Linked DNA regions of Mus musculus: all the other regions are linked to region 4. The links are chromatin contacts, called in public Hi-C and promoter capture Hi-C maps. All regions are on one chromosome and are shown on one strand. The core of a region is the stretch at or near the end of the contact, and the rest is flanking DNA. Distances in the headings are between cores, read along the strand shown.

Evidence for each region. Promoter capture Hi-C pulls out the DNA fragments that hold promoters and counts their contacts. Hi-C and Micro-C count contacts between places; a contact is called where the count stands out from the background.
Region 1: a promoter capture Hi-C map of pre-B cells shows a contact between it and region 4, with 3 times the contacts expected there. The contact joins the promoter of Ubac1 here to the promoter of Tsc1 in region 4. A contact is called at or near these places in 5 of 39 promoter capture datasets (erythroid cells, hippocampal neurons, liver and 1 more) and 1 of 9 other capture datasets (liver).
Region 2: a promoter capture Hi-C map of pre-B cells shows a contact between it and region 4, with 2.7 times the contacts expected there. The contact joins the promoter of Tor1a here to the promoter of Tsc1 in region 4.
Region 3: a contact with region 4 is called in a Hi-C map of CD4 T cells, with 8 times the contacts expected there. The contact joins the promoter of Dnlz here to the promoter of Tsc1 in region 4. A contact is called at or near these places in 1 of 39 promoter capture datasets (pre-B cells) and 1 of 484 Hi-C or Micro-C datasets (CD4 T cells).
Region 5: a contact with region 4 is called in a promoter capture Hi-C map of pre-B cells, with 2.9 times the contacts expected there. The contact joins the promoter of Camsap1 here to the promoter of Tsc1 in region 4. A contact is called at or near these places in 2 of 39 promoter capture datasets (liver and pre-B cells) and 1 of 9 other capture datasets (liver).
Region 6: a contact with region 4 is called in a promoter capture Hi-C map of pre-B cells, with 2.9 times the contacts expected there. The contact joins the promoter of Pmpca here to the promoter of Tsc1 in region 4. A contact is called at or near these places in 4 of 39 promoter capture datasets (liver, neutrophils and pre-B cells) and 1 of 9 other capture datasets (adipose tissue).
Region 7: a promoter capture Hi-C map of embryonic stem cells shows a contact between it and region 4, with 2.8 times the contacts expected there. The contact joins the promoter of Notch1 here to the promoter of Tsc1 in region 4. A contact is called at or near these places in 2 of 39 promoter capture datasets (embryonic stem cells and pre-B cells).

Annotation. Positions count from the first base shown.
Region 1 is chr2:26,020,317-26,023,016 of GRCm38.p6, forward strand. Ubac1 (ubiquitin associated domain containing 1) reads right to left here and starts at 1,444. Exons shown (of 10, transcript NM_133835.2): 1 at 1,081-1,444. The coding sequence starts at 1,218.
Region 2 is chr2:30,966,518-30,969,217 of GRCm38.p6, forward strand. Tor1a (torsin family 1, member A (torsin A)) reads right to left here and starts at 1,401. Exons shown (of 5, transcript NM_144884.2): 1 at 1,157-1,401; 2 at 573-838. The coding sequence starts at 1,337.
Region 3 is chr2:26,350,839-26,353,538 of GRCm38.p6, forward strand. It overlaps Dnlz (DNL-type zinc finger), which reads right to left and starts at 1,272. Exons shown (of 3, transcript NM_026828.3): 1 at 935-1,272; 2 at 497-636. The coding sequence starts at 1,174. Card9 (caspase recruitment domain family, member 9) reads right to left here. Exons shown (of 13, transcript NM_001037747.3): 11 at 2,103-2,176; 12 at 1,647-1,723; 13 at 1,349-1,573. The coding sequence ends at 1,474.
Region 4 is chr2:28,639,831-28,642,530 of GRCm38.p6, forward strand. Tsc1 (TSC complex subunit 1) reads left to right here and starts at 1,403. Exons shown (of 23, transcript NM_022887.4): 1 at 1,403-1,460.
Region 5 is chr2:25,981,984-25,984,683 of GRCm38.p6, forward strand. It overlaps Camsap1 (calmodulin regulated spectrin-associated protein 1), which reads right to left and starts at 1,299. Exons shown (of 18, transcript NM_001372499.1): 1 at 799-1,299. The coding sequence starts at 955.
Region 6 is chr2:26,388,004-26,390,703 of GRCm38.p6, forward strand. Pmpca (peptidase (mitochondrial processing) alpha) reads left to right here and starts at 1,345. Exons shown (of 13, transcript NM_173180.3): 1 at 1,345-1,429; 2 at 1,933-2,135; 3 at 2,228-2,307; 4 at 2,492-2,574. The coding sequence starts at 1,362. Entr1 (endosome associated trafficking regulator 1) reads right to left here and starts at 1,313. Exons shown (of 10, transcript NM_026563.3): 1 at 1,146-1,313; 2 at 913-1,062; 3 at 489-557. The coding sequence starts at 1,215.
Region 7 is chr2:26,502,560-26,505,259 of GRCm38.p6, forward strand. Notch1 (notch 1) reads right to left here and starts at 1,263. Exons shown (of 34, transcript NM_008714.3): 1 at 939-1,263. The coding sequence starts at 999. It overlaps Gm35978 (predicted gene, 35978), which reads left to right and starts at 1,368. Exons shown (of 2, transcript NR_132655.1): 1 at 1,368-2,270; 2 at 2,605-2,700.

The DNA of each region.
Region 1 (2,700 bases), core at 194-2,693, 2.6 Mb before region 4:
GGTGAACCACAGACACTGAGACCCACGGTTACTCAACATCTAATGCACTGCAGAAGAGGGGCTTGAAACAGATCTCTTGGAGCCTGCCTGACATTACACACTGACTACACAAAGGCACACAGATGATAAACTACCCTTTGCAAGCAGCTGCTATAGTAACTTGAAGACTGCCTTTAGAGGAAACACAATGCTGAACTTTAACACAACCTACTGCTGTAGATCCCTAACTTTCCGAAGAGTCCCCTCTAAAAAGCTATCTGGCACTAATCTTGTCTGGCATGGTGCTTCCATAGGCTACCAGTGTCTAACAGACATCTGTTTCATCTTCAACTGGGAGCAGTTAGAGCCAGGAAGGCTTCAAGAACTAATTCCAAGACTTAACTAAAACTAAAAGGCTAACTATAGTACAACGTTCACTGAATGTAAGTAAACTTAACAAATGCCACTTGCTGGCAGGAGACAGTCATCCTGGACCTTCCCACTCAATCAACTGTTGCCCCAATAGAAAGTAGAAGCCAAGGAACTTGTCCCACAGTGACACTATTTTAAGTGACTACTGCTAAGTGTCAAGTCCCGGCCATGGGCTCCTAGCAGCTGGCTCCTCAGGCAAGGAGCCAGTCCTCTTATAATGGGATCTAGTTACTTCCAGCTTCTGGAGGAAACTAAAAGCTCATCCCAACAGCAGGCAAGCCCCAAGGCTAGAAAACCATGATCCCTTGCCTTTGCCTCTCCCAGTCTCTGTTCACTCTCGCCTTCACCTCCCTAGCACGTTGCAGAAATTAAATAAAGCTCGCTCAACAGCGGGGGCCAGATGCTCTTCTCTGAGCACTAGGTTTGTGATTGGAGGAGCGGAAGGCGCTGCCCAGGCCCGGAGGAGCGAAGGCTGGGAGCAGCGGGCTGCACGGCAGGGACTGGGGACCGGTCCAGGAAGAAGCGAAAATCTGGCGTCTAGGTAGAGATAGGAGTGTCGGGGCAACCAGAAGGCTGGGGACTGGGGCGGAGTCTGGGACATAAGTCTAGGTTTCTGGTTTTCAGAACGGAGGCAGAGGTGGAACTGGGTCGTAAGGAGCTCGGCCTTACATGTTTGAGGCAACTCTCCTTGAGCTTCTCCACCGATGTGTCCTCGGTCGCCTCCTCCAGCCACTCGGCGCCGTCGGCTGCGCAGATGTGCAGCCGAAGCACCTTGCCCGCGAAGATCTTCTCCTCCTGCACGAACATCGCGCCGCCGCCCGGGCCTGCACCCGCCGCCCGAACCAGTGAAGGTCACTGAGGCTGGCGGGAGGACCAGGGGCGGGGCCGGGCCGCCGTGCGCTCCTTCGCTGGCCGCCGCCGCCCCGCCCCGGCTCCTGTCAGCTCCGCCGCCCGTCACTGAAGGGGCAGGAGCTGTACCCTTGCTGCCACTGCCCGTGTCGCCGTAGCCGCCCGGAGCGCGCGGTCGCAGCCGCGCCGGAAGTGCGTAATGAGCGCCCGTGGGTATGCCGGGAAATGTGGTTTTTTTTTGGCAGGCATTCTGCTGTTGCCCACCCCACCCCCCGCACCCCCCGCCCGCACCGCGCCGGAAATAGGTAAAGTGCACCAAGGCACGCCGGGAGTTGTCGTTCCCAGGCAGGCTCACGGCCCCCTTACCAAAAATTAATGTGTGAGGTGGGTCAGATGCATACCGGGAGTTGTAGTTCTCCATATACCTCATTCCTTCAGCACCTCCCAGCCTTGTTACCTGATTTGCTGGTCTGTTGGAATTGAAAAGGGCTCCGGAGTCAAGTACACAAGATAATACGTCTGGGTCAGGGCACTAGAAATGTGTCACAGTTGTAAGTGCTTGTATGCCATGCACAAAGCCCTGGGTTTGCTCCTCGGCGCAGCATACGCCTGGCACAGGTTTATAATCCTGAACGTTTAGGCAGAACCAGAAGGTCAAACAGGTCATCCTTGACTACATAATGAGTTCAGAACCACTCTGGAATACAAGCCTGCATAAAACACATACAAATGCGCGTGCGTACACACACACACACACACACACACACACACACACACACACACACACACGCATGCGCGCACACACTCACACATACGGGATGGGGGGCCCTGGCTCGGTGGTTAGGATTACTTTCTACTCTTGCTGAGGATCCTGTGTTTCTCAGAACCCACAATGGTGCTTCAGAATTATCTTGAAGATCAGACACACTGTTGATACATATATGTAAGCACAATACTTACAAAATAAATCTTTTTAAGCTAAAAAAAAACAAATAAAAAATAAATAATATCATAATTATTAGTGATCCAGGAATGGTGGTGTGGAGGTAGGAGGAACAGTTCAAGTTCATAGTCATCTTTGACAAGATCCATGAGCTCTTGCCACAGATCTGTGTCTTGGCAGATGGTACAGAACTAAGCAATAAGGGTTGTGAGGAGTGGGTCTGAGGCCCCTCCAGCTGGTCTTCAAGTTCCCCAGGCCTCTCCCCAACAAACCCCTTGCTCTTTGTCCAAAGCCTAGGCTACTAAGCCCCAGTCTTCAGAGGCCTAATGTCCTCTTTCTCTTGGAAGCCTGTCATGGTGCCACCTAGGGCATAATAAGAATGTTTGCAAGTATTTCCACATAGCCCATTCAGCATCCTACCACTGGATATACTGAAAGAAGTACCCAGAGGGACACGGGACAAGTCCCTTCCATATGCTTGATCTGGCTCTCCAGGA
Region 2 (2,700 bases), core at 151-2,650, 2.3 Mb after region 4:
ATCAGAATTAAACTCCAATAGCAGGTTGCAACAGCTGGGTCAAAGCAAACTTGGCCTCTAGGTTTCCTTTTCACAACAGGGGGCGGGGGGAGGCGACTCCTAAAGACCCTGGAGTTGTTATGTCCCCACTTCCCAGCCAAGTTGTCACCTTACCGAGTCACTTTATGAGTGTCACAGAGGCCACTCATAAAACTTTGGTGGTCTAACTGCTCTATGTATCTCAAACCCTTTGTAACTTACATATCTATCCCCCAGTGCACCCTCGCCACAGCGGGAGTTGTGGGAGTTGGGGTGGAGAGACATAATACAGAACTTCCCACATTCTGGGCAAGTGCTCTATGCCGAGCTACCCCCAGCTCTTGACAGTCCCCTTTAAAACACGGTAGCCTAGCTTCAGCTGTCATTCCTCCAAGGGATATGACCACTTCTGTGCACACCTTTTAAAGAGGAACTGACATACAGAGAGCCATGTTGTGGCTCACTCACTGACGTGGAATTCCCACATCCCACCCCACAACAGAGAAACCCCAATTCCGGGTCATCCGCGAAGGCGGTCAACTTAATGCTCTTGCCTTATACTGTGTGATGTTAGAGGCGTGGGGGAAGTGTAGCGTGGCCACAAACAGGTGTACATAGTCACTGTTCAGTCCGCCCTCGTAAATATTCTCCGCGATGATCTTGCTGGCGAAGTTTTTGCCGGTGCCCGTCCACCCGTGCAGAGAGAGGGTAAGGGGCTTCTTGGGCTTCGGGTTGCTTAGGAAACCAGACACGGCGTTTAGGATGACTTTTTTTGCAAGATGCTGTCCAAAGAGCTTGTTATCCAGATCTTTCTGCAGCGCTGAGAAAGGAAAGATCACTCTGGTCAGGAGAGAAACAAGCTGGCAAAAGGCAGCCCCATTTCCAGGACGTCAGGGCCCGCGGAGCCTGGTTTGGAGAGCGCTGAGGGACCCTGGTGCTGCGAACTCTGCCCTTCCTCGGGGTTGGCCCCAAAGCCAAGCGGAAGAGGTGCCGTGAGGCCGCCCCGGAGAGCTCCGCGCAGGGCTGACACCCTACCCCGGGCCCCGACCACTCATCTCTCAGGCCTCCGGCCAAAGTCTGGCCTGGCAGCGGCGCCATCCCCCTGCCGCAGCATCCCGGACGCCTGGTGCCCGCCTACCCTCCCGGCTGAGGCTCCGCATCTGGCCGCAGCACTCGGCGAAGAGGCAGTAGAGACGAGGGTAGGAGATATAGGTGGTGAGTACGCCGGCCAGGGCCAGACTCAGGCTGATGGGCTCCACCGCACGAACCACGCACGGCGCCAGCAGCAGCAGGGCCAGAGCGGCCCGGCCAAGCTTCATAACCGGACCCGCGCACCTTGCGCGCCCAGCGCCCGCCCAGCGCCCACCGTACCCCGCGCACCGCCCAGACTCGTATTTCCGGTTCCTGCTGGCGGGGCCGCCCTCTTTGTCCGGGGCAGGCAGTCTACCGACGCTAGTGGCTACCATCTTTGTTAAGGGCAAAGTCCCTTCTGCTTCTGAACCTTGATGTTACAGGAATAATATTGAGATTATAGGAATCAGGTGATGATGACTGCTGCCCTATCCCCATCAAGTAACAGTGTTTTAGAACCATTTTTTTTTAATGATGGGCGGAGAGATGGCTCAGCGGTTAAGAGCACTGACTGCTCTCCCAGAGGTTCTGAGTTCAATTCCCAGTAACCACATGGTAGCTCACAACCATCTGTAATGGGATCTGGTGCCCTCTTCTGGTGTGTCTGAAGACAGCGACAGTGTACTGACATACATGAAATAAATAAGTATTAAAAAAGAAATGACGCAGGCACCTGCGTGCATGTGGTGCTCATAAACTCATGTGGGCTTACACACATGCATAAATTAACATGTAAATGAATAAATTTTTAAAAATGAGAGGATAATATAGTGGGTTCCCACATGACCCCCCCCCAACGTGCGTCCCTATCATTAAATCTGACAGGTGCGGTGGGTGGTGTGCACCCTTAACCCCAACACTCTGTATGAGTTGGGGCCAGTCTACAAAGTTTCAAGCAGGTCAAAGCTGCATATTGGATCTTGTCGTTAAAACAAAACAAAACAAAACAGAACAAAACTGACATTTGAGGGCTGGGTATTGTAGCACACACCTTTAATCCCAGCACTCTGGGAAGTAGAGACAGGTGATTGTCTTGGATATCTGAGTTGGAGGCCACCCTGTCCTATACAAGGAATTCCAGGTGCAGTCAGGGCTACAGTGAGAGTCTGACATCTCAAAAAAAAAAAAAAGAGGGATCTGCATCTCATACTTGTTAAAAACCCATGACCAGTATTTTTTTTTAAAGATTTTATTTATTTATGTATGTGAGTATACTGACTTCAGACACACCAGAAGAGGGCATCAGATTTCCACTACAGATGGTTGTGAGCCACCATGTGGTTGCTGGGAATTGAACTCAGGACCTCTGGAAGAGCAGTCAGTGCTCTTAACCACTGAGCCATCTCTCCAGCCCCATGAGCAATATTATTAAATAAAGCCCATAGTTTCTTACCCAGTTTCTTCCTTAGGGAACTGTAGGAATAATGTTATTGTGCACTGTATAAGGATTATCCTTGTATTATTCACATGCTGATTGCTATGCCCTCATATATGGTTGCTATCCTTATTTTGAGAACTGCCTGTCATCAATGTTGTGTAAACATTGCTTCC
Region 3 (2,700 bases), core at 22-2,521, 2.3 Mb before region 4:
GTCCAGGTCTAAGAGGCGAACCCTAGAGACCCAAGGCCTGCACACTTATCACAGGCTATCTCCTCTGTGGCTCTGCCCTTACTCCTGCCACTGATCCCTCCTCATAGAACATTAAGAAGGCATCAGGCACAGCCTCCAAACTGACTCCTGGCCCTCCCCACTGCTCTCCCAAAAGTGGGAACACCACTGAAGGCTGCCCCAGTCCATAATCTGACACATACCCTTCCATCTGCCCTGAGTTGGCAGAGGACAAAAAGCCTCCACTAGAGATTGATAAGGCCCCTGGCGAGATCAGAGGTCAGGCAGTGACAGAGGTAGAGCCATAGAACTAGTTTGCCATATTTGGGGCCATTCATGGTTCATCTGAAGTTCAAATTCAACTGCTTCCAGGTCCACGTGGAAGCTGGGCTGTCCAGGTAGAGAGATCCAGGCAATGGATCCAGGCTCACACAGGGCCACAATCTTACTGTCTCCTACCCCTCCCAGCTGGCCTCACCTCTTCCCCTTCAGGTCAGAGAACCAGCTTAGGTTGTCTGCGATGATGTGGTGGTTCTGGCAACCAGGGCAAGTCACGATGACCACGCCCTGGTGATAGGCCAACTTTGAGATGCGCTTGGATGACCGAGTCCCACAGACCTAGCTGGGTTAGAGAGGTGGTCAGGCAAGGCATACACAGGAAAGTCTCTCCCAAGGTCTAACTCCATCCCGAGGGACAGCCTCAACCCTTTCTCTGATGATCCCACCTAGGCGACGGCGTCATTTCTAGACGCCTGTCTCCTGATAACCCAACCTAGAAGGCCCTGTGCCTCATTCCCACCCAGCCATTTGTAAAGACTCCGCCTCCTCCCTGGTCCGAAGGATACTTCCACGTTTCTGCCAGGACCCTACACCAACAGGAAACCAGCCAGCACCAGGTGTTGCCGACAGCGCCCACCTTGCAGGTGTAGACGAGTTGATAGTGGTCCGCTTCCACGCGCCCCAGCGCCGCCGCACGCCCTGATCCCGGCGCGGAGCTCGAGCTCCGCCAGCCCGAGGCCCAGCCCCAGGCCCAGCCCCGAAGTCTCTCCGCGGTCTTTAGGCGAGCCCCCAAATCCCAAAGCCGCCGCGGTCCGGAATCCCGGGTCCGCACACTACGAAGTAGTGTCGGCATGCGGCTCAGCGCTGTCCGCAACATCCCGCCTGCGAATCCTTAGCCACCTTTTCTTGCACCGCCCCGTGAAGCTGCGTCGACCATTTTGGTAACGGGCGCAGCGGCCGGAAGCGGCCCTCTTCGGCTTCCATCCGCCACCGGTGCACTGCTTTCTGTTGCCCCCTGGTGTCGCCCCGCTTGCATATCCAACCAACAGGCTCAGCTCGGTGATTATTTTATTTAGTTGCATTTTCTAATTCTAATACAGTAAAAAAAAAAAAAAAAAAAAAAAAACCGCAGCATCCTTTCACAATTCCACAGATGCTCAGCCTCGGCGCGGTTCGCTAGGAGCCCTCGGTGTCGGTGTTGTCGCTGCCTGTCGTATTCCCGCGATCCCCTTCTCCCTGCCGCCAGCTGTTCTGCATCTTGCGGAGCGCCCGCTTCCTGTGGGGCCCGCAGTGTGAGCAGGTAGGCACAGGTGTCCCACCCGCCAGCCGTCCTGCCCGCCGCCCCACACCTGCGGTAGTTCTCGAAGCTCTCCTTGAGGCGCCGCCGCTCCTTCTCCGGGGGCTCGCTGCTGCTGGGCCCCATGCCCTAGAGAAGGAACGGGGCCGGCAGCTGGACAACGGGGCGGGCAGCTGGACACCGTGGCCTTACCACGGCAGCCCTGGGACTCCAGCAGGTGTGGAGCATAGCTAGCTGGCCGTGGGGTCTGCTGGACTCCGAGATGACTGAGCGTGGGGTGACAACCCCTTTGTAGCCAGGTGAGTGGAAGACTTCTTTGCAGTGAACAGCAGTATGGGTGTCCTTACATTGTCCCCTCCCCTGTCCAACCACCCCACTATCCAAATGTTACATCCTACCCATACACTACCAAAGACCTTGTGATCCCCAGCTGTCCAGTGGCGTCACCCTCCTCCCCAGGATCAGCCATGTAGTAACCAGGGCTCTTGGGAACCCCAATCAGCCTTACATGGGTCAGTGAAAGATGCTCCTTGTTCAGAGCCATAAAGGGCTGCTCTGGGCTCTCCCTGTCTGCCAGTACACCTGAAAGGAAGATCTGTGCTTATGGGGGCCCCATCTGGTATGGCCACCTCCCTCTGCAAACAGCCCAACTAGCATTAGCCTAGGTCAGCCTTACGGGCTGGGACCTTTGCATGAGTCCAGTGGGGACTGCATTTCACAGAAACAGGCTGAGCCCTTGACTGCTACATCAACAGGGCTCCTACCATCAGTCACCCATACCGCCCAAGCTGACTGTCACCAAACACAAGGACAGATGGCTAGGAAAGACTCCAGGTCCCCATGATTATTTGCGAATGCATGCCCCAGTCCATGTCCCTTTTAGCTTGGCAACATTTTTGTGTCTAGTGGTTCCCATGGGTGGTGTGGGGGCAGCCTCAGTGGAGAGCTCAGGGCATCGGGGGCCTGGGTTAGTGCAAGTACACCATATTAATTAGAAGAATAATCATTCCAGGTAGCCAGAGCCAGCATGCCCCAGGTCCTGGGCAAACCAAGGCTCAAGCCTCTAGGTAGAAGATGTGCAGGGAAGGCTATGAACATCAAGAAAC
Region 4 (2,700 bases), core at 153-2,652:
TTGTTAATAATTTCCCTGGCTTATCCAACGTGCAATGCACACGACTTGAAAGACTACAATTTGGGGGTGAGTGTACACAAACTCAATTATCTTAAGGACAAGGAGAGCCTCCTGGATGTATGCTTAGGAGAGAAGTCCTAGTTCCCAAGAAGGCCAGGCGAGGGCGCCATCTCCTCGAACTGGAGTTATAGGTAGTTGGGAGCTGCTGCCATTTGGGTTCTGGGAACCTAACCCTGGTCCTCTGTAAGAGCAACAAATGCTCTTAACGGCAAGGCCATTTCTCTAGCTTCCGCTTATCATCTTTCACTGGGTCTTATTATATAAGTTTAAGTATAATAAAACCCCAAACTCCAACCCAAACCAAAAAACAACAAAATACAGCAACAACAAACCAAAACAAAAAATACACAATGCCAGGTGGTGGTGGTGGTTGTGGCGGCGGCTGCTGGGGCAGCTGCGGCGGTGAACACCTTTAAAGCTAGCACCTTTAAAGCTAGGCAGAGGCAGAAGACTCTCTTGACTTCCAGGCCAGCCTGGGCTACAGAGCAAGTTCCAGGATGGGCAAAGCATAAAGAGAAACTTTGTCTTGGAAAACCTTAATAAATACATAATTAATTAAAAAAATAATACAAATAAGGAAAATAACAGCAAATGAAAACTATATACATTCTGATATCCCTCTAAAAAGCTTTGCACCACAGCCGGCAAGGTTTGAAAAGACTTGACACCTTGTCATGGCATGCAAGTAAATCAAGGTATTCTGACTTTACAACATAAACTGCATCCTCTGACTAAGGCTGGCCTCTACATGTCACTCCACAGACTCTTCTGCAAAGGAAAAAGTGGTGGTGGGGGAAAGCCCCATCCTTTTTGCTGCAATTGACAGGCTGTCCATCCAAGGGGATCCCAGAGGCTCATTTGGAAATAGGAACGCCTACAGGGAGACCCCAAAGGTGGCAGGTGTGCCAAAGACAGAGGGACCTGGCTCGAAAGGGCCAGCGCTCTCCACTGAGCCTAGCCCTGCCAGCTTGTTTTTGACTGTGCTTGTTCCGAGCGCGCGCCTCCTGTCACCATCACGTGGCCGCCCCTCCCCACCCCACCCCTCGGCCGGTCTCGTGGCTCCGCCCTCTGCGCCGGGACTTCTTTCGGCCTCCTTCAGAGTCACAAGATCTCTCAGTGGGCTCCCACCTTCACGATCCTTCCGCCGTCCCCGCCTCCACATTAAAATCTCTTTCGGTTTTATTTATCTCGGCCAGCTTGTATCGTCATAAGTGGTATATCCTGTCCTGTCTGGAGAGGCTGAGACTCTGGCCATCTGGCATTAGGCTCGGAGCGTAGTAGAGACCCGAATAGGGACTCTTTTTCATAGCGGAGGCCCCCGCCGCTCGAGACGCTTCACGCCAGGGGGAGGTGCTGCGCGTCCAAGATGGCGGCGCCCTGTAGGCTGGAGGGACTGTGAGGTAAACAGCTGAGGGGGAGGAGACGGTGGGTGAGTACGGGGGGTGTTTCCCCTTCTTTTCCTTGTGGGCTTTTCGGGGCAGCTCTGGCAGCGTGACCTCACGCTGTGGGGCGCTGCGGAGCGCGTTAGCCGAGTCGGGGGTCCGGGGAAGGGGGTTCGGGGAGCTTCTTCCTCGCCCTCATCGCGCGCTGGCTCCGGCAGGGCTCGGCTTGGGCTGCTGGGGCCCCGGGGAGCTGAGGCGGGCCTGCTCCGTCCGATGGCATGGCTGGCTGCAGCTCCGGGCCCGAGGTGGCCCCGCTAACCCGCCCCCCTCGCTTGCTGCGGTGACAGGCTCCCGCGGGGGTGCGCCGCGCAGGTCAGAGACCCCGGGCCCGGCACGGGGACCCGGGGGTGGGGTCGCGGCTCGAGCCTCTACTGCAGCCGCCGGGGCTGGGGGTGGAGAATGAATGAAGGCCGCCTGTGGGCACTGGAGGCTGCCCGGCGCCCGCCGTCTCGGGGAGAGTGTGCACGGCCGAGTGCTTGGCTCTGGGTGTACTTGTGGGTGTTTAATTGATGCTGGAAGACAGTTACCTCCAAGTCGGCAGAGGTGCTCGTTAGCGACAGCTACCTGCCCAGCCACTGCTGAACGCTCATTCATTCATTTGAGGACCTGGAGGACCCACTGCCTGCGGTCCCAGACACCTTTTTTAGAACCCAAGCACTTTCTTTGTGTTGTGGGTTAGAAGAGTTTGGCTTCTCGCGTGTTGGATTTGGAATGAGAGAGACGTGGGGATGGCGTGGAGTGTGGTCGGCCAGTAATCGCAACTATCGTTTTTTTTTGTTTTTTTTTTTGTTTTTTTTTTGTTTTTTGTTTTTTGGAGAGGGGGAATAGGGGGTGCCTGTGTGACCGAGCACTATTGAAAGTGCTTGGTAGCCATCCTGTCTTTGGTTCTGGACAAAGGAGAAGCAGTCTGCAGCCTTTCTAAATGAAGAAACTGAGGCCTGGAGAGAGTGGAATAATTTGCCCAAGGTCACACCCCCCTATTCTGAGACAGCACTGGAATTGAAGTCCGACTGGTTCCATTTGTCTGTTATTTGATTAAAGGTGGCCTATTATTAAGTGAGTGTAGTTAATCATTTGGCCAAGGTAGGGATATGTGTGTGTGTGTGTGTGTGTGTGTGTGTGTGTGTGGTGAGAGATTTTGAACAGGGTGCATTTGGTTTGTATGTCTTAAGCTTTTGTTTCTTACAGCACGGTGTAT
Region 5 (2,700 bases), core at 49-2,548, 2.7 Mb before region 4:
ATTTCATAATATATAAACCAGATTGGCTGGAACTCTAGTTTGAGACTAAGTCTCAAACTATCCAGCCTTCTAGTCACCCTGATGCAGTAAGGAACAGCTAAGCAGTGGTTATTTAGGTAAGAGTCTTTCTTGGACTTAGAGGACCAGTCCAATTGCCAGAGAATAACACTGCACATGATAGGCACCCTCCACCCACCGAGACTCAGAGAGCATGGATGACACGCGAACACAGTCCCATGCCTGGACCGACCCTGGGCTACCTCAGCGCTCGCTCACCTGGGCCGCCGCCAGAACAGCAAGACTTGAACTGACACCACGCGAAGGCGCGCCTTGGCCCTGTCACCGGCCTCATTCTCAATCTTGGCTCTGTCTCCATTCCTTGTCCCTAGACCTTACAACCTCCTCCCGTGCGTCTCATCCCCCCAAGACCCGTCAGATCCCCTCTGGTCCCAACCTGCCCCGTCTGTCCAACGTCCGAAACTCTCTGCTCTCATCCCCCAGCATGTCAGTCCCTTTTCTGACCCCTCTGGTCTCATACCTGGTCGTTTCCGTCGGTCTCCCTCTGGTCCCATTCTGCGGCCGTCGCGTTCCCCTCTGGTCCCATCCCCCGTCGTAGTCCGACCCCAGTTCTGGTCCCATACCCCGGCTCCTATACCCGTCCGACACCTCCCGGTCGCATCCGAAACCAGTGCGTTCCCCGTCGGCTCCCCTCTAGTACCATCCTGGAACCGGATTCATTCCCCGTCCGTCTCCCTGTAATCCCATCCCCCGACCCCGGACCCCGCCGCGCCCGCCCACCTAGGCCATAGGCCTTCGCACAGATCCACTGCAGGTTGGCGGCGATCTTGGCCCGCGCCGCGTCGTAGCGGTCCAGCGGCACCAGGTCGGCGCCCTCCGGGGGCGCCTCCATCCTCCTCCAGCCTTCGGCGGCACAGCGACCGCCCGCGTCCACCATCTGCAGACAAAGGCCGCGGCAGCCCGGCCGCAACAAAGACGCCGCCGCCCTCCCGCGCCGCCCGCCCGGGCGCACGGCCCTTACTTCACGGCCGCCGCCGCCACCCAGGCTGCTGCATGCTGCGGGCGCCGAGCCGAGGCCGAGAAGGCGCCGAGCGGGCCGGGCAGGCGGCGGCGGGCAAGCGCCGGCCGAGGAAGGCGCGGGGCAGGCGCGGGGCAAGCGCGGTGCGAGCACGGGCCGGGGGCGGTGGCGGAGGCGCGTGCGCGGCCCAGGAGAAGCGGCAGCTGAGGCGGCGGCCAACGGGTGGGAGCTAACGCGCCGCCGCCGCGTCACGCAGGCGCACTTACCGCCCCCCGCAGCCCCACCTTTCTCCGCAAGCGCAGTAGGCACCGCCCGTAACACCGCCCGCTCGCCCCGCCCTCCTCCTGAAGGCTCCGTACCTGTCCCCTTCTTCAGATGCTCTGGGTACACCCTCAGCCCCGCCCCCAGCCCTGGTCCTGCAGAGTAGGCACGCCCCTCTAACCTAGCCCAGTCCGTGTCCTTAGTAGCTATGGACACACCCTCGGCCCCGCCTCTACTTCGTCCTCAAGGCTGCATACACGCTAGTCCATCCGGCCCCTCCCCGCCCACCCCCCGGCACAGTGGACACGCCCCTGTCCGGATCCCGCGCAGGCGCAGTATTCTCTTCTGAGGGCTAGCCTGTTTCCTAGCAACTTGAGAGACTAATCTCTGGCCTTGATTGAGCCTCAGTCCTGTGTGCAGAGACGTTCGCCTCTACCTCTGGCAAGGCCAGCTCTCTGAGAACTGAGCGCCCTTAGAGTCTGCACCGGTGCTGCATCTGTGGACTGAGATGCCAAGACGTCTCCGCCCGGACTGGCAGAAAGTGGGCGTCGCAGAGTGTGTGCGGCTCGAGAACTGCGCCTGAGATTAGCCCAGAGAAACAATCCCCGCAGCTCTCGGGAGTCCGGAGCAACCGCGAGCTCCGCCTCCTCCTCCTCCTCGGTGGGCACTATCAGATCTCTCAACCAGTTTTGGCATCTAAGGGAAATGGATGCCAGCCTAGGACCATCGTCGCGTGTGACCTGCATTTTAGTGCTTGAAAGGAGCAATAGTATATTTTTGAAAACTGGGTGCGGAAGGAGAAAGATGTCACTGAAGAGCGGACTGTGTGCGCACCAGCCCCTGGGAAGGCTCAGGAACCCTCCGGCCCGGGCGTGGGTGACCTTACTAACCATCATCTGCAAACTTCAAGGTGTTTAACTTCTGTCATTGCCAGAGCCGCCCTATGTATGAAGAAGGCAGTGTGTAGAGTGGATGTTGTACAGGTAGCTGTCCCTCAAGTCCAAGTGCATGTATGATGTAGTCAGAAAGAGCCGCGGATGAGCCTGGGCATGGTATCCCATGATTGTAATCCCTGCAGTGGGGAGACTGGAGGCAGGAGGATCTAGATGAAATTCAAGGCCGGCTTCAGCTACTGGAGATGAGACCCTGTCTCAAAAAACAAAACAAACAAAAAATGGATAGTGGCCTCATGTGGCAAGTATCTTGAACCCAGCACTTGGGAGGCAGAGGCAAGTGCATCTCAGTGACTTCAGAGCCACCCTGTTTCTAATCGAGTTCCAGGTCAGCCAAAACCACATAGTGAGACCCTGTTTAAAATAAAATGAAATAAAAATTGGTTAGGGCTGGGTACCCATGGAGAGACCGAAGAGAATGACATTTGGGCAGAAAGGAGTAAAAAGTGA
Region 6 (2,700 bases), core at 95-2,594, 2.3 Mb before region 4:
CGCACACACAAACACACAACACAGTGGGCTGAAGGCTACTGTAGGCGATTCAAAGCTGCTGAGATGCCACAGTGCATCTCAGGAACTGCTCTATGCCATCCCTTCCTCTGACCTTCTCTCCAACTACCCTAGTTGACCAGCCTCTACCTCCACACCTATCAGACTCAGTTGCTTATGTGGGTCTCATAACACCTACATCTTATGTCGCTTTTTTCTTTTTCTTGGTTTTTCAAGACAGGGTTTCTCTGTGTAGCCCTGGCTGTCCTGGAACTCACTCTGTAGACCAGGCTGACCTCGAACTCAGAAATCCGCCTACCTCTGCCTCCCAAGTGCTGGGATTAAAGGCGTGCGCCACCACTGCCCGGCTCCACTGCTCTTTTGGGCTCCAGGTATATACCCCTTAAACCCTGTCATCCTGAAAGCCCATGGCCAGACCCCTGCCAGGCACTGAGTCTAAGAGGGAAAGAAGACCCACTGAGCTACTCTACCTCCAAAGCGCGTCTCAGGGGCTCCCGAAGGACCTTGGTTAGTACATTTCCCCTTTCCATAGCCAAAACCTGCAAAAAGACATGGTCAGCTCACCGTGATCACAGCAAGCCTTATGACTGCAGCGTTTGTCCAGGGAGGTGAAGACCGCAGACGCCTGACTCCCACTGAGTCTGGGACTAGAAAGCTGTCTTCTGAGGCTGGATGCGGTAAACTACACATCCCTGCGCGCTCTAAGAGCAGCTGCAGGTGGAACGCAGACCCGCTAGGTCCAGCCCCTGGCCTTGCCCAAGCCGGTGGGCTTAAGTGGCCTCCGAGCTCCACCAGGCACTACCTTCCTGCCTTGAGGCGGGCGGGCGGGCTGTGGGGAGGGCTCCCCGCGCTGCCCAGCTCCGCACTGTGGCCGGCGCCCCGACCGACTCTCACCTGTGTCTCCTACCGAAGCCAGCACCGGGCTGGGCACATAGCACATAAACGTCGGCCGAAAGCCGAAGAGATGGGGGTGCAGGTCCCCGCCATGGGGGCGCTCACAGTCTAGCTGGGGGAGACAAGACCGGCGCTCATAGAACGCAGGAGCTGTAAGCGACAACGAGAGCGGCTTCACCGCGGGCCGCCGCCGCCCGCGCCCCCCGGCCCTGCCCCAGCCGCGCGCCGCTCACCGTCGGGAACCACAAGGCTCCGCGTCCGCGATAGAGGGGGCGCGCCCTGCCGCCGCGCGTAGCCCGACATCGCCGCGCCCTAACCCGGCCGCGGCCCCATGGCCCGCAAGGCAGTCGCCGGCCCCTGCCTCATCCGGCTCGGCGGGCCGGAAGCCAGCGCCGAACGCCGCGGGGCGGGGTCGGAAGCGGAAGTGACCGCAGAAGCGCGGCGGCGCGATGGCGACGGCAGTGTGGGCGGCTGCGCGGCTGCTTCGGGGATCTGCGGTGCTGTGCGCGCGGCCCAGGTGAGCCGAGGCCTGTCTCGGTGCGAGGAAGGGAGGACTCGGGGGAGTTGGTACCGGGGGGAACTGGAAGAGAAGAATGGGCCTCTGGATCAGAGCACAGGCGCCTTGGGCCTGGAGAAGGAGCTGGGGACTGGAACCTGGTTGGGAGTGGTCGGCAGAGTCCCTCGGCTGGAGCCTTTAGACCAAAGCGAAGCCCTGAGGGGCCGGGCTTGCCCAGGCCCATATGCACAGGAACTCGTTTCTCACGCAGCCTGCTGATCAGAGTGGACAGTGAAGCCCCAAAGACCGGGGTCGAAGAGATGGCTCAGTAGTTAGGCCTACTGACTGCTTCCCCTGGGTTTGGCTACCAGCGCCCATTTGGTGGCTCACAACCATCTATCTATAACTCCACTATCCAGGGGATCCAAAGCCCTCTTCTGACCTCCATGGACAACGGGCATGCCTGTGATGAACATACATCCGTGACATAAAATAAGACTAAATATTTTGCTGCTCTGCTGTAGGTTTGGATCTCCTGCACACAGACGGTTCAGCAGTGGTGCCACCTACCCCAACATCCCCCTCTCTTCTCCCTTGCCTGGAGTACCCAAGCCTATTTTTGCAACAGTTGATGGACAGGAAAAGTTTGAAACCAAAGTTACCACTCTGGACAATGGGCTTCGTGTGGCATCTCAAAATAAGTTTGGACAATTCTGTACCGTAGGAAGTAAGTTCTATTGGCCATTGTTTTGAAAACTTTCTGTTGATTAAATGTTTTGAATATTTGGCTTAACCTGTCCATTTTCTTTTTATTACCAGTTCTTATTAATTCAGGATCACGATATGAAGCGAAATATCTTAGTGGAATAGCTCATTTTTTGGAAAAATTGGCATTTTCGGTCAGTGTCTAATTTGTAATTTTTATAAGTTTTCAGTTTTCCTTTTTAAGAACTTGTATTAGTTAAGGATCTGAATATGAAGTTGGTGCTCACAAAAGACTTCTGACATGATTTTGTGTGTTTGAAAGCAAATGTACACTTAATGGATTTTGGGTTATTTACTTAAGCTTAATTATTTTTATAGTCCACTGCTCGATTTGACAGCAAAGACGAAATCCTGCTTACGCTGGAAAAACATGGTGGTATCTGTGACTGCCAGACCTCAAGGTATTTCATGTCCATCTGTCCTCCTCATCATGTCCTCCTCATCCTTGGTCAGAGTCTCTTAGAGTCTCTCTGAAAATCCACAGCATGCCTGATGTTGGGGACAGAAAGCATTCCATACTAGTTTCT
Region 7 (2,700 bases), core at 13-2,512, 2.1 Mb before region 4:
GCATCTCCAGGGGCAGCCCCCGCCGCACCCAGGGAGGGGGTCTTAGAAACCCCACTTAGAAGGAATTCCACCCCGTTCTCGGGAAGGGGCTATTATTAATCAAGCCCCTCCCACGCCATCTTAAAGAGCTCTAAAAATTAAGCCTCGATGTAGGGCTGAGCTCGAGCGTCACATAAAACCCCACTTTTAAGGAAAGGGCAGGCAGTTCTCTCCTTCGATTACTGGGAGAAGAGTGCAGTTGGTTACTACAACAGGAGTACCCCGTTCTGTGAAGCCGGAAGGGAAATAAGGGCTCCCCTCTCCGGCTCCCGTTCCAATCAGCACAGGATTTTCAAACTTCCGAAATGAGTCAGTCCCACGCCCACCCTAGGCAGCAAGCCGCCTGCACATCGCCCCTCTTCGAAAGTTTGATTCCGGCTAGGGGACAGCGATCCCAAAACCCCATACTAGGAGTCCAGGGCACATCGTCTCTGCCCCGCTCTAAGTAAGCAACGAGAGTATAGCGCCCCTGACCTCACACTGCACCCCAACATCCGCCCTAGCACGGGCCGGAGGCAAAGAAGAATGAAAATAAATGGTCCCAAGAAGCAACAGGAAACCAAAACCGATTCGATTCAAATCGAAAAGTAGAGGCGCAAGCAGCATGTCCGCCCCCGCGGCGAGCCCCAGGAGCGTCTACCCAAGTGCGAGCCAGGGTTGGGCCTCCGGGGCCCCATACCACACTTCCAGCGTCTTTGGGCGCTATGAGAAAAGTGGGTACCCCTGGAAAGAGAAGGGTCCTCCTCACACGCCAGGACACCAGGTCCCACGGTCCCGTCCACCCGCTCTGGCTCTCAACTCTGGCAGCTGGTCCCTTACTCCTATCTACCCAAAGCGTGCGCAGGGCGCAACAGAAGTTTCTGAAAGGCGCCCGAAGTTGCGGGCTCGCGGGAGCCTACCTCTTGCGGCGAGCGCGGGCAGCAGCGTTAGGCAGAGCAAGGGCGTCAGGAGCCGTGGCATGCCTGCTCGCCAGCTGCCCGCAGCCCGGGCGGCGGCCTCTTGGGGTGGCCGGCGGGGATCGGACGTTGACGCACACCACCGGCGGTCCCGCAGGCGTCCACCCTCTGATGCCCTCTTTCCTGGCGGGTGGGCGGCGCTGGGCTCTCAGCGGCGCTGGGCCCTACAAGGCACCCGGGCTCGTTCCTTCACTGCGCTCGCACCCGCGCCCAGCGCCCGCGCCCTGCGCCCCACGCCCCTGCGCTCCCTCCCGCGGCAGAGGCACTAGTGAGGCTCTGAGCGGGCGGGCGCTCCGCCCCTATGGGGGCCCGCCCCTGCCCCGCCCCATCCCAGCGGGCTCCGCCCCTGGTTCCTGCGAACCCTTACCCCCTTGTGGACCCTGTCCCTCCCAGCGCTTTGGTGGGTTCTGCGCCTGTCCGGGCTAGGGAGCGCGTCCCGAGCCAGGATCTAAGGATCTTATGGTTCGCAAGACAAGGAGGAATGGAGGGGTGTATGGAATGGGCATCTAGGAACTACTTCTTGTTCGAAAGTTTACAGAGACCAAAAGTTTGAGCTGGCGCTGCGGAAGGATCAGGCTTTGTGTGTAGCCGCCCTCTGCGACATTTGGCCAGAATTTGCATTTCAATAGTAGAGGAGGTACGGGTCTTGTGGGAAAGGAAAGCTGCACGGGGAACCAGCTCCATCCTGGAGTTAGGTCTAGGACCGTGGGCAGGAGCAGCTGAAGTCAAGTTTGGGGGGAATCCTGGGGCAGGAGTTTAAATGTGGCGCCCTGGCAGCGTTGCGCGTGTCCTGTCCCTAGGGCTCCACTCCTGGGAGCTGTTTGGTCTCGGCTATAGGCATCAGGAGGATTGAGGCCAGGCACTCTTAGCCATGACTTCCGGAACGCTTGACCTTAAACGATGATGGCGTCGCGCCCGCAGCCTCTGTAGAAGGGAGTTCGGGGCTCCCTAAGGGAACTCCCCAAGGACTAGTGCCTTGCTGGACAGATTGCGCTCTCGATTCCCAGCAGGAACCCGAGTCTAGACGTTCCACGGTCACCCTTCTCACTGGTCCCTGGCTGTGTCCGACTTAGGTGGCCTGGGAAAGTGCAGAGTTCCAGTACAATGACTGCTAGCGTCAACACAGCCTCTCATGCTTTATCTCCACCTTGATGTTTGGACATCCTGTGCTAAGCTGCTTAGCACTGGGCGTCCAAGATGCCTTCCTTATCCCTTTGCAGTTAAAGTTCAATGGAATCTGGAACGAACAACACCTCCCCATCCTAAAACACGGTGGTGAGTTCAACAAGGAATAAGGGCCCCAGATTATATTGTCCTAGGACCCTCCCATCTCCCTTGACACACCTGTTCCTGAAAGGCACTAAAGGGCCAGTGCCAACAGCTGTCCAGCCCCCATCTCCTGCTCCTCTCAGAAACTGGCCTCAAGCCTGGGGGTTAGCAGCATGGGGTCAGTACCCGAGAGAAAAAGCGCCCAATGCTACAGAAATATTTATATAAGAGATCTGCAGCTCCAGAGAGCAGTTCCATAGAAGGAACGCCTGACTGCAAGTGCCTCTTCTGAGATGGGTCCTGAAGGCCTCTAACTGCTTATGTGTCGACTATATTCCAGCTTTGTCAGCAGGCAGCCTGACTTGGATACAAAGAAGGCCTTATCCTTCTGGAGTCTGGAGACCTGCGCTGACCTGGCGACATCTGCCTACCTGCC